Linked DNA regions of Mus musculus: region 2 is linked to region 1. A link is a contact called in public Hi-C data. All regions are on one chromosome and are shown on one strand. Each heading gives the region's core, a stretch centred on a gene start, on an enhancer-like site or on the middle of the called end of the contact. The rest is flanking DNA. Distances are from core to core; before and after follow the strand shown.

What was found. A called contact is a pair of places that touch in the nucleus more often than the background predicts.
Region 2: a Hi-C map of Sertoli cells shows a contact between it and region 1, with 2.3 times the contacts expected there. The contact joins the enhancer-like site here to the promoter of Kctd18 in region 1. A contact is called at or near these places in 1 of 39 promoter capture datasets (macrophages), 2 of 484 Hi-C or Micro-C datasets (Sertoli cells and uterus), 1 of 115 datasets of contacts at active chromatin or transcription factors (embryonic stem cells) and 2 of 9 other capture datasets (adipose tissue and liver).

Annotation. Positions count from the first base shown.
Region 1 is chr1:57,968,676-57,971,406 of GRCm38.p6, forward strand. Kctd18 (potassium channel tetramerisation domain containing 18) reads right to left here and starts at 1,409. Exons shown (of 7, transcript NM_001159864.1): 1 at 1,346-1,409.
Region 2 is chr1:58,055,764-58,058,494 of GRCm38.p6, forward strand. It overlaps Aox1 (aldehyde oxidase 1), which reads left to right. Exons shown (of 35, transcript NM_009676.2): 8 at 451-531; 9 at 1,651-1,795; 10 at 2,369-2,461. Among named protein-coding and RNA genes, the nearest start is that of Aox1, 27 kb to the left of the region's middle. Within about 2 kb of position 1,313, at least 18 of the 459 cell types and tissues checked have an H3K27ac peak or open chromatin away from gene starts, as enhancers often do. A contact at or near this core is called in Sertoli cells and uterus, where this site is marked.

The DNA.
Region 1 (2,731 bases), core at 159-2,658:
ACGGACAAGGTTGTGGGGAAGAGCTCTCTATGGAATCTGAAACGGGCTAAAAGACAAAGTTTAAGATCCTCACCCCTGGAAATCTGCAGCTTCTACACTTTCATAGTAAGTGAAAAACTTACTGCTAAACTCAACTGAATCCATGCCAATTCAGTGTTACTAAATGATCAACTAAAATCCTTCCCCACAGACACCAACTTCACCATATGCCATTATGAATCTGAGAAAAGGACAATAGACAAAATTCATTAGGAACCCAACAAGGTCCAGGCCTCCAAAAACACTTACTGGCGTGACCTCCTGCTGCCTTAAAGTCCTGGAAGTAGCACTCTAACCAATCATGAAGCAGAGCAACCAACTGGTTCACACTGTTCACAGACACCTGCTCTCTAGAATTTTCTCATGTTCGTACATAAAGATTCATCTCTTGCAAGATCTTTCTGCGCGGAATTGGTACCCCTGCACAACAAACTCTCATACAGATCTTACACCATGTGTTTAAATCTCTATTTTTTTTTAATTTTTATTTTGTCCATAAGCCCAATAAAAGCAAAGGCACTGCCATTCTTAGTAATCTCCATTTACTGAATGCTTATTGTGTATCTGACACTGTGAAGAAACATTACCTAATTCATAGAAAAACTTTATCATACAAATTTTACTGTCCCTACTAACACAGAACACTAGGGGCAAAAAATTCACTGATGTGTGTGGTGTCTACACAGACTTGCCTGATAATAAGCAGTGGAGCCTGTCACAACCCAGGGCAGCCAGGTGAACCAGAAGGGCCAGCTTCAGGTTCTCACGGATGCTCCCACAGACCATCCCTTTAACACAACTTCCACCTGGTTTAGGCCCTTCACTGACTATCAGCTGCCATTTGGGGACCGCAGCCCAAGGCCAGGCCCCGTGATGACACTCCTCGATGCACCCACTGAGGACTCTGTTGTGAGAAGGCAGGGTTCCCGCACGATGCACCAAACCGTCGAGGATGTCTGCTGAAAAGGCAGACTCCCGGCCACATCAGGGTCTGATTCACAAAGTCTGAGAGGTGGGGACGGGCGCCGACTACACTTTTGAGAAACACAGCTCATGGGGCTCACGCCCCTTCGCCACGGCTGGACAAAACCGGGAAAGATGGGGAATCACCAGGCCCCGCCAAAGTCTTCCTGGGCCAGCGGACCCCAATTCGGTCTACAACGAAGCCTGGTACCCAAAGCGCCCGTTTCATCAGAGAGGCCGGCCGGGGCCTCCCTCAGGATGCCCCGCAAGGCTTCGGGGCCCGCCACCCACCCGGAGCCCGGTTCCTCCACACCGGCGGGCGGAGCGGCGACTGCTTACTGACCTGCGGCCGCCAGTCCCTGGGCGCAGCCGCCCAACGCAGCCGGGCCCGGACGCGGAAGTAAGCCGTCGCCTACTCGGATGCTCCACGATTGGTAGAGCGGAGCAACCCGCGGCGCCCCCGTGCGGTCCCAACGTGCAGTGCGCCAAAAGGGAGGCCTCGCCCCGGACCCGCCCCGCCCACGGGACGGCGGTGGCCACGCCCCAAGAACGTTCCTGAATTTTCCCGGAGTCTAGGCCCCTCTGGTGGAACAGGATGTTTTCCAGCCCCAGGGGAAGCTACTCCATTAACATATTAGAACTTGGATCTACCCATTTGCATAGTTTGTGGCGTGCAAAGCTTTTCCACAAGGCACACTTTATACCTGTAAAAGATGGTGGTTGGTTTCTAAAAATATTTATTAAATCTTTGGAAATTTCATACATCAGAATTAAGATGGTAGTTTTATTCTTGTTACAGGAAGGAAAACCGAGGAGGGAGGACAACCCTCCATTCAACATTCTTGCACACCCAGCACTGTATTAAGTCGCTTGTAGAACTATTTAATTTCTTCTTAATAAAACCCCCATAACACTTAAATCTTCCAACTGTATAGGGCTATGTATTTCAAGATGAGTGAAACAGTCCTGTTTTCCGGGCACTTCGCTCCTTACTAGATTCTAAAGTCCTCTTTTACAGGTCTTAGGAAAGAAGCCAGCCAGAAGTATGGCAGCCTGCCCTTCAGCTAAAAAGTCTTGGGAGACAGGGAAGGTTTGTTCAAGCTGCCGTGATTTCTCACAGGATAGAGACCAGGCTCTGAGAATGGAGCGCTGGCCAAGACAGTGTCAATAGTTTACATTTTAGTATTTTTAATCACTGTAACCAAAAGACCTGACACACACAACTTAAAGGAGTGAGGGTTTATTTTGGCCCTGAGTTTCAAAGGTATCAGTTCCTAACAGCAGGGAGCATAGAGTCCCAACCCATGGGATGACGCTAGCCAATTCAAAGTAGTATTTCCCTAACAGTAGTCCTCTCTCCAAATGCCCACGTAGACACATGTAGGCATTTGCCTCACCTATCTTATCTGGGAAAAAAAAAATTCTGCATTTTAAGCATAGCTGATCGATCAGCTTTCCTAGTGTGGTGTGAAAGTAGACATAGACAATGAAAGAAACTGAATTGAGCAGTGCTGTATTTCAGCTTTATATGGGCAGTGAAAGTAAATTTTCTTATTGCATGAGTCAGGAAATATTCTTCAAAATGAGATTTCTTTTTTTTTTGTAACATTAAAATATGTAGTATGTATTCTTAGATCATGGACTGTAGAAAGCCCATGGCTGCCTCCTCTTCCTCCTCTTTGGGGCGGGGGTGGGGGTCAAAACAGACACCAATCAAAATAGTTACAGA
Region 2 (2,731 bases), core at 63-2,562, 87 kb after region 1:
TCTGACTACGCTGTCCTCTGCCTTACTTGGAATGTATCCAGTGTATCCACGGGGCATACATCACCTGCCCATCTGTCACTAAGTAGTTGTCATGGCCATCAGACTGACTAGCTCAGTCACGCAGTGCTGTGTTCAGATAATCATTATTATACTTAATAATGAATGACTCCGAAGCACATGGCAAGGGATGCTGGTAATTCAGATATGCCAATGAGTAATTATAGATTCTTTTTTATAAAAATGAAAAGACGGGGGTAGGGTATGTTTAGTACTAGAGTATGTTGCAAAGATTTACCATAAGAATGATTTTTTAAAAAAAATGTAGTGTGTATAAAAGCCTAAAGTTCAAATTGTCTGTGGTTTTCTGCGCCCACAGTGGTTGTAACGGAGCTCTCTCCTGAGAATAAGAGGTATTATGATGATAACTTCTGTCATTTTCTCTTTCTAAAGACAAGTCCAGAACTGTTCTCAGAAGAGGAATTTCTGCCACTGGACCCGACCCAAGAGCTGATATTTCCTCCCGAGCTAATGGTAAGGAACTCATGGTACGATGTCAGGAGGAGGCTTTTCAAAATCTCATGGTGCAGATCCCAGATCTCCTCAGAGACACTGTGCAGGGGAGAGCGGTTAAAGTGGTTAAATTCACAGCTTGTCAGAGGGTGGACAGTAATTATCTGCAGAGTGCTCAGCCTGGATGGGACTTATGTATCACACTTACCCCACCCCCGAGACTCAGGGACCATAGAGAAACGGGGTGGAAAGAGTGTCTCCTGGATGTGACAGAATCACTGCATTCATGAAGTCATTGTTTGCACAAGGACAAACCAGTGAACATCCAGCACGGAGAGCTGAGAGGCTCACGGCGCCCAGCCTTAGCTCACACACTGTCGCTAGTTAAAGGCTGTGGGGAAGGGATGGTCAGTTTTCTTCAAGGGTATGACCTAGGTTGACCATGACCCAGTGGATGGCCCCACATCCATGTGGATGGATCGCACACATTGAATTCAGTAGGTTTTGGAAAAAAAATAAAAAGGAGAAAATGAAGTTGCACAGGGGTTTCGGGGAGGCTGGAGGAGAGGGTGGATGGTGAATCTGGGGGGAATTAGGGGAGGAATGGGAGGAATTTAATAATGATGTTTTACATTCATATATAATGTTCTCAAAGAATTAAGAAAACATTACAAAGAAAGAAAAAAAAATACTGATGGGCAAACAGGCGCCAGCCAGCGTCCTCTCCTCAGAGTCCAGAATGTGTGGGCGGGAGGAGGAAGAGGTGGAGGGCAGAGCCAGCACAAGGGGTGGAGGATGTCACACACAGCTGGTTAAGTCACAGACATGCAATCAGTGTCCTTCAACATCAACTCGTTTTCCCCTCCCACTTATGCGCGAGTTCATTTTTCTGACAGTTTGGCAAAATTGAGCATGTTGCTGTGTTAGCGAACGCCAAAATGGGTTTCTGGGAGATGTCAGAGCCGATGGGAGCTGTTTCCATGGGTAAACTGCGTCAGACCTTAAACTGTGAACTCTGGCTCCTGGGGAAGCTCTATTTTTAGCTCACGAAATTTAGTTTTTAGATTTCCTTTCTCTAGAGTGAAAGCAGAAGAGAATTTTGTCACAAGCTCTCTCAAATCCCTGTTGTTTTTTCAATAGAGAATAGCTGAGAAACAGCCACCAAAGACCAGAGTGTTTTATGGTGAGAGGGTGACATGGATTTCCCCCGTGACTCTGAAGGAACTTGTGGAAGCTAAATTCAAGTATCCCCAGGCCCCTATTGTCATGGGGTACACTTCTGTGGGTATGTAGACTCTTCTTGGGATATTTTATGAGGGAGCAAATTCAATGTATTGATGTCAGGAAAATAGCCAGAAAACCCAGTATTGTTTAAGAAATGTTACAGCATTGGGTAGCTGCCTGCCCTGTGCCTCACTGGCAGGCTTGCTGGCCACATGGTAAACCAGCATCAGGGTACAGGTATCCTGGCTTTCCATTTGGGTACCACACTGGCTCTCGTCCTGAAACTGCTCTGTCTTTCCTCTTTGGATGGCTTCTCAGTGGCTCTGGCATATTTTATAGAGACAGCAGTTTTGGAGCCTTCACCTTTCCCACATAGGCCTGGCGTGGCTGCCCATCTCTTCGCAGGGCCTTCAGGATCTGCTCCAAGCGAATCTGAGTGTTCCGTATCACACGCGTTTTAGAGCTAACAATTCCAAAGGCTCCCTAAATATCTCTGCTTGTGGTTTGCAATAAACAGACCAATAAAAGGAAACAACTTCCTTATGTGCAAAGACATTCGTTTAGTCATAATTCAAAGTAGAGAGTCATTTGTGTCTTTTTGTTCTAATCTTGTGTCTCTACCACAATCCCTTAGGACCTGAAGTAAAGTTTAAAGGTGTCTTCCACCCCATCATAATTTCTCCTGACAGAATTGAAGAGCTGGGTGTCATAAGCCAGGCCAGGGATGGTGAGTTCTTAGATTTCTTTTCCTATGGAAATGCGCTCATCAAGTTAGCTGTTTAGTCCGACAGAGCAACAGGCGAGAGTCGTTTCTAGTCACAATTCACGGCTTCTCTACAGACAGTGTGGTGAAGATCTGGAGGGAGTCCAGGAAGAATTCTCCAAAGTTCCACTAGATGCTGTGTGAGAAGTCAGATTTTCACTGAGAAACTTTCATATCTGCAGGATCAGGGAGACTATTCAAGGGAGAGTCTGTGTTGTGAGTGCAGAGTAAAAG